Linked DNA regions of Gossypium hirsutum: region 1 is linked to region 2. The links are chromatin contacts, called in public Hi-C maps. All regions are on one chromosome and are shown on one strand. The core of a region is the stretch at or near the end of the contact, and the rest is flanking DNA. Distances in the headings are between cores, read along the strand shown. Region 1 holds the start of LOC107951418. Region 2 holds the start of LOC107951424 (growth-regulating factor 1).

Region 1 (4,777 bases), core at 1,505-4,004, 620 kb after region 2:
TCATTATTTTTTTTACCTATTTGTGGATATGGTAAATTCTAATATATATATATATATAATCAATTAATTATTTCAAATATCATTATTTTTAGTAAATATACTTTTTTTATGTGTGCAATATTTTTTACCATCCATATCATGGGTATATGTGAAAAAATAATGATATTTGAAATAATTATTTGGTTTTATAATATTAGAATTTACGAAACTCAAAATATACATAAAAAATAAATCTTTGACATATAAAAATTATATATAAAGAAAAATAAATAAATAAATTAGTTTATTTTTTAAAAAATTAAAATATATTTAACATAATGATTTATATCAAAAAGTATATTTTCATTATATAATTACATATTTATTATTTTGCCTGTATAAATAAAGAAATTATTAATTAAAAACATAAATTAAAAATTAAATAAAAACCTTAAAAACATGTTTTTTATTTAAAAATTTGAAAATAAAATGTTTATTAATTAAAAATATAAATTAAAAATAAAAAAAAAGTTTGAAACAATATGCATTAATAAAAAATAAACATAAGAGAGGAATCAAACTAAACCATATGAGTAGAAGAAGCAACCATTTAACCATTCAAAAAAAAAAAGTGTTTAGTATAAAGCATTTTTTTAAAAATGTCTCTTTCTGAACGCGTTTTTTTCATGTGAGTATAATAATAATAATCTATTTTTTAAAATAATGTAAAAAAACTTAATTGCTAATTTTTATATAAAAAAAGTGGCATTTACCGTTAATTTTGCCCTTTTTCTTATACAATACTCACTTTTCTTATAATCTCAACCTTTTTTTAAACACGTTCAAAATCATATATATTCTTTTAATTATTGCAATAACGATCGTACTAACTAAACTAAATCCTCAATGGTAGTAAAATTTTCAAATATTTCACGTCGAATGGAAAACTCTCTGAAAGTAATTGACAGTGATGATGATTCGTGGCTATCTGAGGATCGCAATACCAAGAAAGTTAGGTTTAAATATGTTTTCGATGGGGCTTCTGTGGATATGGCTGTGGACTTTGGTCCACCTTTGAATGCGGCAACATCATGGACAGACAAACTTTTTGGGACTGGTTCGTCTGGGACTAGTCAGAAAGTTGTGAGATTTGAGGAGGGAAGTGATGAATATTTTATTTTGTTAGACGATGATATCATAAGGTCCACTGTTAATGGAATTCCGGCAATTGAGTTCTTTGATCGAGTCAAAGAAATCTTGTATAAGGAGATGGAGATGATAGTATTTTTAAAACTACTTTGCCGAAATATCAGTTATGGTGTTCTTTTTAATCGAATTAGTAGCCTGTGGAAGCCTATACAATTATTCCAATTAGTGGATATTAAGAATGGGTATTTTTTGGCTAAATTCCAAAACTAAGAGGATTATGACAAAGTTCTTACACAGGGACCATGGATAATTTTTGGGCAAATATTTGACAGTTCAACCATGGACAAAAGAGTTCTCTCCCCTTCAACCATACCCAAGTGTAGTTATGGCATGGATCAGGCTACCCGGATTACTGGGGTTTATGTACAAAAGGAAGATTCTCGGGGCAATTGGAAGCATGATCAGTAAGGTTGTAAAGTTTGACTTTAAGACCGATAATAGAACTAGGGGCAAATTCACTAGAATGGCTCTGTTTATCAACCTGGATAAGCCTCTCATCTCTCAAATCTGTGTCAATGGTGAAATACAACAGGTGGAATATGAAGCCTTACCAACGATCTGTTTTACCTGTGGAAAATACGGGCATGTGAGGGAGTTGTGTTCCTTGTCGAAAGAAATATTGGGCAAAGATAGTGACAAAGTGGTGGTCGACGACGGTTCTAACAGTAACAACAACGATCCAGGAAAGGTCTCTGAACCAACTTTCAGACCTTGGATGTTGGTAGAGCGTAAATCCCGATGAAGATCGGGGGATTCTTGTGATTCTAGTGGTATGGCTGCTGGAAAAGGAAGGTTAGGCTCTAGATTTAATGTCTTTACCATTGAAGGCAAGAAGACGGGCGGTGAAGAGGAAACGATAAAGGCAGATTTAAAATAATTAAATCTTCAAGTGGTGGAACCTGATTTGACCACCCTTGATTCTAGGGGAGAAGATTTTATTAAATCTTTGCTACCTCTGCATATTAAAACTGTTAAAAATTCGGGCATTGGTTCAGATGCCCAAAAGAGGACTTGTGACCTGGGTCTGGATTCGAAAGCCCAAAAGAACATAAATATTTCAGAAACTAAGCGCATTGGGGGGGAGTTCATTCAGGCCATGGTAATGACAGAATAAGGCTGAAAAGCCTAGGGAAAAAAGATATTGATTGATAGCAGGCCGAATGGGTTTCTGGTTGGGCCGTCATCTAAAGAAAACATAAATGGATCACGTCAGCAGGCGTGTCAAACTAAAGCAACTCCCTCTGTATCCAATGTTCCTACGAATATGGAGACCACGGGTAATCACGCTTTTAGAGCGGTGTAAAAGCCAATCAGGCCGTTGTCTCTTTCCAGGCCCGTTAGTGACCAGCAGGCCTCTCCTACATGGACCAATGTCGAGAATCCCCAGGTTTTTCCAAATCTTAATTTAATTTCGACTAACCAAGAATTTGGGTCTATTTTGTTGAATGCAGGTAACTTTGAAAACCATTATAACCCAAAATTACAAGCTAGTAAGTCGGGTGATATTAAGGCACATTTCAACCCGGCCTTTGAAAGCCCAGTAAAAGTTGATGTTCAGCTGACTGATAATATTTTAGACCACGAGAAACACTCTGCTGTCACTTTTAAAATTTTTTTAATTCATTTGATCAGTCTAAATGTCGTATTTTTGAGCATATAAGTACAAGTAAAACGGAAAATAAGGATCGAAAAAGTAATGAGAAATTTGGCATTACTAGAGGAACGCGCAAAAAAAGTAATGATTTAAAAGGAGGTGGGAATCAATTTAAAGCTTCTGCAAACTTACGGGTTTCTTTAGCTGATTCTATGAAAGAGGTGGCGAAGCTTATTTCCTCTGACCTTTCAAAGGAAGCTGAAATGGGAGTACGTGCTGATCCTGAATCTAGTGGATTGAACGATTCCGGGCATTAATGGTATGATTTCTTTACTATTTTCTATTAATTATGAATCTCTCAATTTTTTCTTGAAATTGTCAGGGATGCGCCAATGCCAAATTTTCTCATATTTTTTGAGAGTATAATATGGAGCATAGACCCGATATTATTAGCTTGTTGGAAAATAGAGTTAGTGGATCCAAGGCAGATAGAATTATTGCAAAATTGGGATTTCAATTTTTACATCGTGTGGAGGCTATTGGTTATGCTAGGGGCATTTGTATTGGTTGGAACAAGTCTGTTAAAGTGAAGATTCTACAAAATCATCCCCAATTCATTATTACTCAGGTTTGGCATAATTCTTCGTCAATTCCAATATTGATCGGGTTCGTTTACGGGAGTCCTAATCGTCAGAAGCGAAAAGACCTTTGGCATGAATTGAGAGCTACTATACCTGTTGGGCAAACTCCTTGGATGGTGATTGGAGATTTCAATGCTATTCTTTCCTCTGATGAGAAAAAGGGTGGCCTTTCGAATGGAAAGAGGTGTCCCCGTTTTGGTAATTTTGTAGACTTGTCTAACCTTCATGATTTGGGGTTTAAGGGACCTCCTTTTACTTGCTACAGGGGTCATCTGTTTGAAAGATTGGATCATGCTTTAGGTAATGAGGCTTGGGTAAACTATTTTCCAAACAGCTTAGTTACTCATCTTCCAAGAATTAAATCTGACAACCGTTCTTTTCTCTTCAACTTTAATTTTGATTTTGCCTTGCCTAGGGGAAGACCTTTTAGGTTCTTAGCAGGATGGGTTGAACACTCTGATTTTGGAAATCTTGTGAGACATCAGTGGGTCTTTCAAGGGAACATGTCTGCTTCTTTAAATAAATTTACTGCGAATCTCAAAGAGTGGAATAAGACCATTTACGACCATATCACTACTCGTAGGAGAAACCTAATTCATAAGTTGTCAACCGTTCAGAGGAAAATGAACCTTTTAGGTTCCACTCATTTAGCTCTTGTTGAAATAAAGATAAGAAATGAGTAGGAAAATGTGTTACATCATGAGGAACTTCTCTGGAAACAAAAGGCTCAGTGTGACTAGCTTCATCTGGGGGATAGAAACACTAAGCTTTTTCATGCTCGCACTTTGCAGAGGCGAAAAAATAACCGTATTTCTGCCATTTGTAACTCTCTTAGTGATTGGGTATTTGATCCTAAGGCTATCGAATTGGAAGCTTCTAATTTTTTTCCAGAAATTATACGGAGATGACCCTGGTCCCATGTGATCCTTGCCTCCTAACAGGTTTCCCCAATTTGCTTCTACCGATAGTGATTTTTTAGGAAGAGTGGTCACTAATGAGGAAATTAAGAGAGCTATGTTTGATATGGCTCCCTTAAAAGCTCCGGGTAGCGACGATTTTCATGCTATCTTCTTTCAGAAACAGTGGGATACGGTAGGTCCAGCTGTTTGTGGCTGGGTGAAAATGGTCTTCAACGGTAGGGATATTAATTTTGGGCTTAATAATACCTTGATTGTCCTTATTCCTAAGATTTAGAATCCTGAGGAGTCTTGCTCAGTTCCGCCCTATAAGTCTTTGCTCCGTCCTCTACAAGTTGGTGATGAAGGTAATAGCTAACCGCTTTAAGATTATATTCCCTAAAATTATTGCGCAGGAACAGGCAGGGTTTATTATCGAACGTAATATTACCAATAAT
Region 2 (5,547 bases), core at 2,687-5,186:
TATCTTTTTTCTCTTAGATTCTTCCCCGTCCTTCTTGCGTAATATTTGCCTTCACCATTTTTTTTACTTCTTTCTATTTTCTTTTTCATTTGAATGATTAATTCTTTATTTATCTTCGTAGAACTTTATTTCATTAGAAAAAGAAAGATCTGAATTGTGTTATGCATCCGACACAATAAAAAAAATTGTATACGAATCAAATTAACTCGAGATAAAAAATATTAGTATTTGGTACATTAGTAGTATAAATATTTTTATTCTACAAGTAATTTTAAAATTTTTTGTTTGTTTTTTTATAAAATATTTATATTTTTATTATATTATTATATTATTGTAGGACACTTGTCAATCTCTTGACTCTATTTGTAGAGTTTAAAAACTCTACTCACAAATTACCAAATAATTTCCCTTAAAAAATTGGTATAAATATACAATAACATATTTGGATATTATTATTTTATATTTTCATAAATTTATGTAATTAAACTACCAAATCTTTTAAACTTATTGAGTGTTTTTCCGCGTGCCCCTTCAAATGGGTTAACTCTGTGTATTTCTATGATACGATCATTGTTCATAGATGTTGCATACTAGGTAGGTTTCCATGCATGATGACACGTATTCTACCTTAGGGTTAACATGTGTATACTTAAAATAGGTTCGCACCATGTGTAGGCAAACCCATATTGTGCGTCCTCATCTTGTGCTCGCCTATGTACGAACCCATACAGAGTGCAGATCCGGACCCGAAGGACTAGTGGGTCAGTAGGTTGATAATAGTTAGTATCATAACAATTGTTGCACCAAATTGTTGAGTGTTTCTCTGTGTGTCTCTTCAAATGGGTTAACTCTGTATATTCATATAATATGAACATTGTTCATAGATGTGACATTTTAGGTAGGTTTTCATGCATGATGACACGTACCCTACCTTAATGTTAATATGTGTATACTTAAAGTGGGTTCACACCATGTGAAGTAGTAGTGGAGCTAAAGGGGGCAAGCAGGAGCCCCAGCCTCCTTTAAAATAGAAAATTTTCTATTTAAGCCATTTATAATTTATAAAATTTTAAATTAGTAATGGTAAAAATACACTTTGGCCCCCCAAATAATAAAAATTTAATTTAATTATTTAAAAATTATAAAGATATAGTCTATTAAAATGGTGAAATTATATTTTTACGATTGTAAAAATATATAATTTAATTCCGGGCTCCCCAGATTTTTTTTTGCCTCCATCACTGAAGGCAAACCCATATTACGCATCCTCATTTAGTGCTCGTCCATGTGCAAGTACTATGCATATGCGAACCCATACAAAATACGAGTCAAGACTCGACAGACTAATGAGTCAATGAATTAATAATAGTTAGTATCATTACAAAACTTATTTAAAAATTTCTTTTATAATAAAATATCAAGAAAAAGAAGAGATGGGGGAATTGCACATTTCACAAAAGCTGCAAACAATATCCCGAGCAAATTTTAAACCATGAAACGTTATATATATTCAAAGAAAAAATTATAGGAATTTGGTACGAAAAGTTTAATGTTGAGAAAATTATCGATGATTTGATATTTTTAAGGCCATAAAAACTTATTTTTTTTAAAAAAAAATCATAATTTCGAGTATGTTTTTCAACCAGATCTACTATAATTACATTTGCAACTACATCTACTTATGAAGTATGAATAAAATTGAATGAAGCAGCAAAAGTTTGTCTCAATAATTATTGAAGACAATGAATTTGAAGTTGTCCTAGGAAGAATAAGACTTAGGAAGATGCCTTGATGAATGTTATTTAGTATTGAGTTTATGAAAAGAGTAAATTATTTATTTGATAAGAAAGAATTGTATGAAATTATAATTTTATATTATTTTTATCTCTTTTTAATAAGAATAAATTATTTATTTATAAGCTTATATTTGAAAACATGCTGTTTTATCAATTTATAATGTTATTGAAATAATACATTTTTAATACATTAATTTTATTTTTATCTTATTTTAAATATAATAATTTTTAAAAGAATAACTTATTTATACTTAAATCAACATATAAATATTAATTTTTTTAATTCAAATTCAAAAGACAAATTATTTGAATAGATTCATTTGGTATTTGAATATGTTAAATATGTGAAATGATTAAGTAATTTTTTTTGAAATATTTAGAAGATAATAGAATTTTAAATTTAAAAAAAGAATTCAAATAATTACCATCTAAAAATAGAAAATCTATGGATTGGTGTTTGATTTCAAGCATTTCCATGAGAGAGATTGTTATAAAATTAAAGAGGGCCTTGGAAAGAGTAGATTTTCCTTTTTGGTGTCTGTCACGTGGCAATGCATCCTTGTCACATGACTTCATGGAGCTCACCACTTCCCTTGGTCTTCTTTTAAGCTTAACTTTGAGATAAGAATAAAAATATATTATTGATAAAAAGAAACCGTTAACTAGCAGACTTTTCAAGGCAAGGCAACAAATTAAGTTTTGTTTAGTTGCAAGACAAGAATATTTAAAAATACTAATAGGTTGGTACATCTCCTTTCATTGTTAATAATATTATTACAATTGAATTAAGACTCAATTGATATAATAATATTAAAATAATATAAACAGTGTTTGAATTTAAATTATGAAAATAGTCACATTAAATATATATAATTAATTAATAGATAATATTATAATAATATCTATACTATTTATTAAGTATTTTACTGAGTTGGTGTCACTTCTAATCAAGTCGTTAACTCAATTAGAAAATTACATAAATGTCTTTTCATAATCAAAATAGGTTATACTATTTGAAGACATTTTTGTGTTTTCATTTCATTTTAACAAAAACTAATTAAAATATTATTTAAACCTTCGACAATTGAATTAATAAACCTTAAATTTACTATTCAATCAAAGTTTTATTTTAATGTATATATTATATGTATATATATTTAACATAATCTCCATTAGTTGTATATATCGATAATATTGTTAATTTAGTTGGTGTCACAAGTCAACTTGATATTAACTCATAATTGTTGACAAAATCATTATAAATAATTGTAGTGCAACTAGTATTGTTTATTTGATATATTTATGTGTTTAAATTTTATTTTACTTACAATTTAATCTTTTTTTTATTTTAACCTTGTACATTTCTCATATATTATTACAATTAATTAATTTCAAACCATACATTTCATTATTCATTGTATGTTATTTTTAGATACACAATTATTTTAAATATGTGATTTTCGGATAGGATTTCTAATTTTCTTAGAAGAATAGAATTAAAATAATGTCGAACAATAATTATTAAACTTATATTTATAACAAATTACTATAATACTCATAAGAATAAAATATTAAAAATAATATAATTAAATATACAAAGTATAAAAAATGCAAATAAATAAAAACATATTTAAATAATTGATAAAAGAAACAAAATCGTAATTAAATATTTAGAAGTTTATAGTCAAATATATTATACATAATTAATATGGTATTTAAATGCATAAATTATGTTTTCCCCTTTTTCTTTTATCAAGATAGATAAAAAGGAAAGAATTGTTTAAGTTTGAAATTGATTCCTAATATATAATATATTGAAATATGCAATAAATTAGTAATATTCAACCTAATTTTATATTATTATTTTTTGGTAACCCCAAATTTTTTATTTCCATTCTACATATAAAACTCAAAACCCAAAAAGATTTCTTAAAAGGTGAACCGAGAAAAGTTAAAAAGTGCTGAAGTTTGCACGTTAAAGACAAATAAATCCTCCATGTATCTGACAAAGAACATTTTGTTTAGAGTAAATTATCCAACTCTCGAAGGAGTTTTCTGTAATTCTAATACTCCCAACAGAAGAAAATTATTATGTGAAAGGGCTTACTTAACGTGTTAGAGTGATCTATGTTGTATCAACTCAAGGCTTAAATATTGGATAAAACTTTTCGTTACTTAAACAATGGCAGCAGCAGCTCCTATATATTCCTAATCTCTATATACTATATATCCATCTTTGTATGTATATATACAGAGAGTGTGGTATTTAAGACAAGCTCTCACTGTTTCTATTTATTTATTTTTCTCTCTAAACATCAAATCTTTTGAAAAAGAATAGTCTGGTTTGATTCTTGAGACGAAGCTTAAACCATGAAGCTTTTGTTTTTAGTTCTTGCAATAACCCAATGGTTCATTTCTCGAGTCTAGTGCTTTTGTAAGTAGGGGGGTTTGGGGGGGGGTTTCTATATGGATTTTGGGGTGGTGGGTTTGGAGGGTATTGTGGGTTCAGAGACTAGTACTGGTTTTACTTTGGTTGCTTCAGAATCTGAGACAAAGCAGAAGTTGTATGGATCTGCGTTTCTCAAGCAAAAGAGATCTGGCAGTAATGAAGATGACTGGAGGAGTTCAAAGCTGGCCAAATTTGATGATATTTCAGCCTCCAAGGCAGTGCTGTCCCAACACAGAAATACTTTATTTCGATCTAATACCTCTATCTTCTTTGATGGACAACAACAGCAGCAAATGCTGAGCTTTTCTGCTCCCAAATTAGAAGCTCTTTCAATGGGGAGGAGTTCCCAAAATGTCATATTCCCTTACTTTCATCTCACATCACCAGCATGTACTAGAAATACAGGTATATATAATTGTTAATGATCTATTCAACAACATTTGTGGAAATGAAATACAGCATGCTTGTGAGTTGCAACCAAGGATCAGACATGTTTTGTTTTTGGTTTTCTGATTTGAGTTTCTGGTGAAGGTTCTTTTCATGGAAATCTAAGAGTGGTGTTGTGTTTTAGAGTCTTGTCAATCATCTTCCTGATTTAGGGGTGAAAAATATTTTTGGTAATAATCCAAACAATGAGCAAGGGAAGGAAAGAAGAACATTTGTGCAAGAAGGAAAGAATAATAGTGGAGAGTGAGAGAATCAAATGGTCCATCTTTTGATTGTTTTGGGGTTATTCTTATGTTTCCTTTTTGTTATCTTTACCTTTTCCCCCATCTTCCTTTTATGTAATGTTTGCTTCTTGTTTCAAAGGCCACAAATCCATCACTCAAATGTTGCAGACTAGTTTATGATTTCTGGATTAACTTGCCTTCACCACTTTCTAAACAGTCCCTTTTTCCCTTTTTTCTCTTAAGAGGAAAATCTAAAAACTTTTTCATTTCCACTATGCTGCTTTGATAGCCTTGAAAGTTTTTGGCTTTTCTGTCTTCATATGTTTTCTTTTTGTTCCGTCTTTTTTTGATGGTGCAGTCTTTTTGTTTCAGGCTACAATACTGGAGGATTTAATGGTGCAAATATGAATGGTGGACCATTCACTTCATCTCAATGGATGGAGCTAGAACATCAGGCTTTGATCTATAAATACATGACTGCAAATGTGCCAATACCATCAACTCTTCTCATTCCTATAAGAAAAGCCCTTGATTCTGCTGGTTTCTCTAGCTTTTCTGGTGGACTCCTCAGACCCAATACATGTAAGTTCCTGTCTCTTGGAGAAGTAAGAAAATCAAAACTTTTTCCTTT

Evidence for each region. A called contact is a pair of places that touch in the nucleus more often than the background predicts.
Region 1: a contact with region 2 is called in a Hi-C map of leaf, with 2.5 times the contacts expected there. The contact joins the promoter of LOC107951418 here to the promoter of LOC107951424 in region 2. A contact is called at or near these places in 4 of 34 Hi-C or Micro-C datasets (hypocotyl and leaf).

Annotation. Positions count from the first base shown.
Region 1 is chrA02:20,779,765-20,784,541 of Gossypium_hirsutum_v2.1, forward strand. It overlaps LOC107951418, which reads left to right and starts at 2,755. Exons shown (of 2, transcript XM_041087224.1): 1 at 2,755-3,723; 2 at 3,839-4,777. The coding sequence starts at 3,210. The coding sequence ends at 3,861.
Region 2 is chrA02:20,154,346-20,159,892 of Gossypium_hirsutum_v2.1, forward strand. LOC107951424 (growth-regulating factor 1) reads left to right here and starts at 3,937. Exons shown (of 5, transcript XR_005906305.1): 1 at 3,937-4,650; 2 at 5,289-5,498.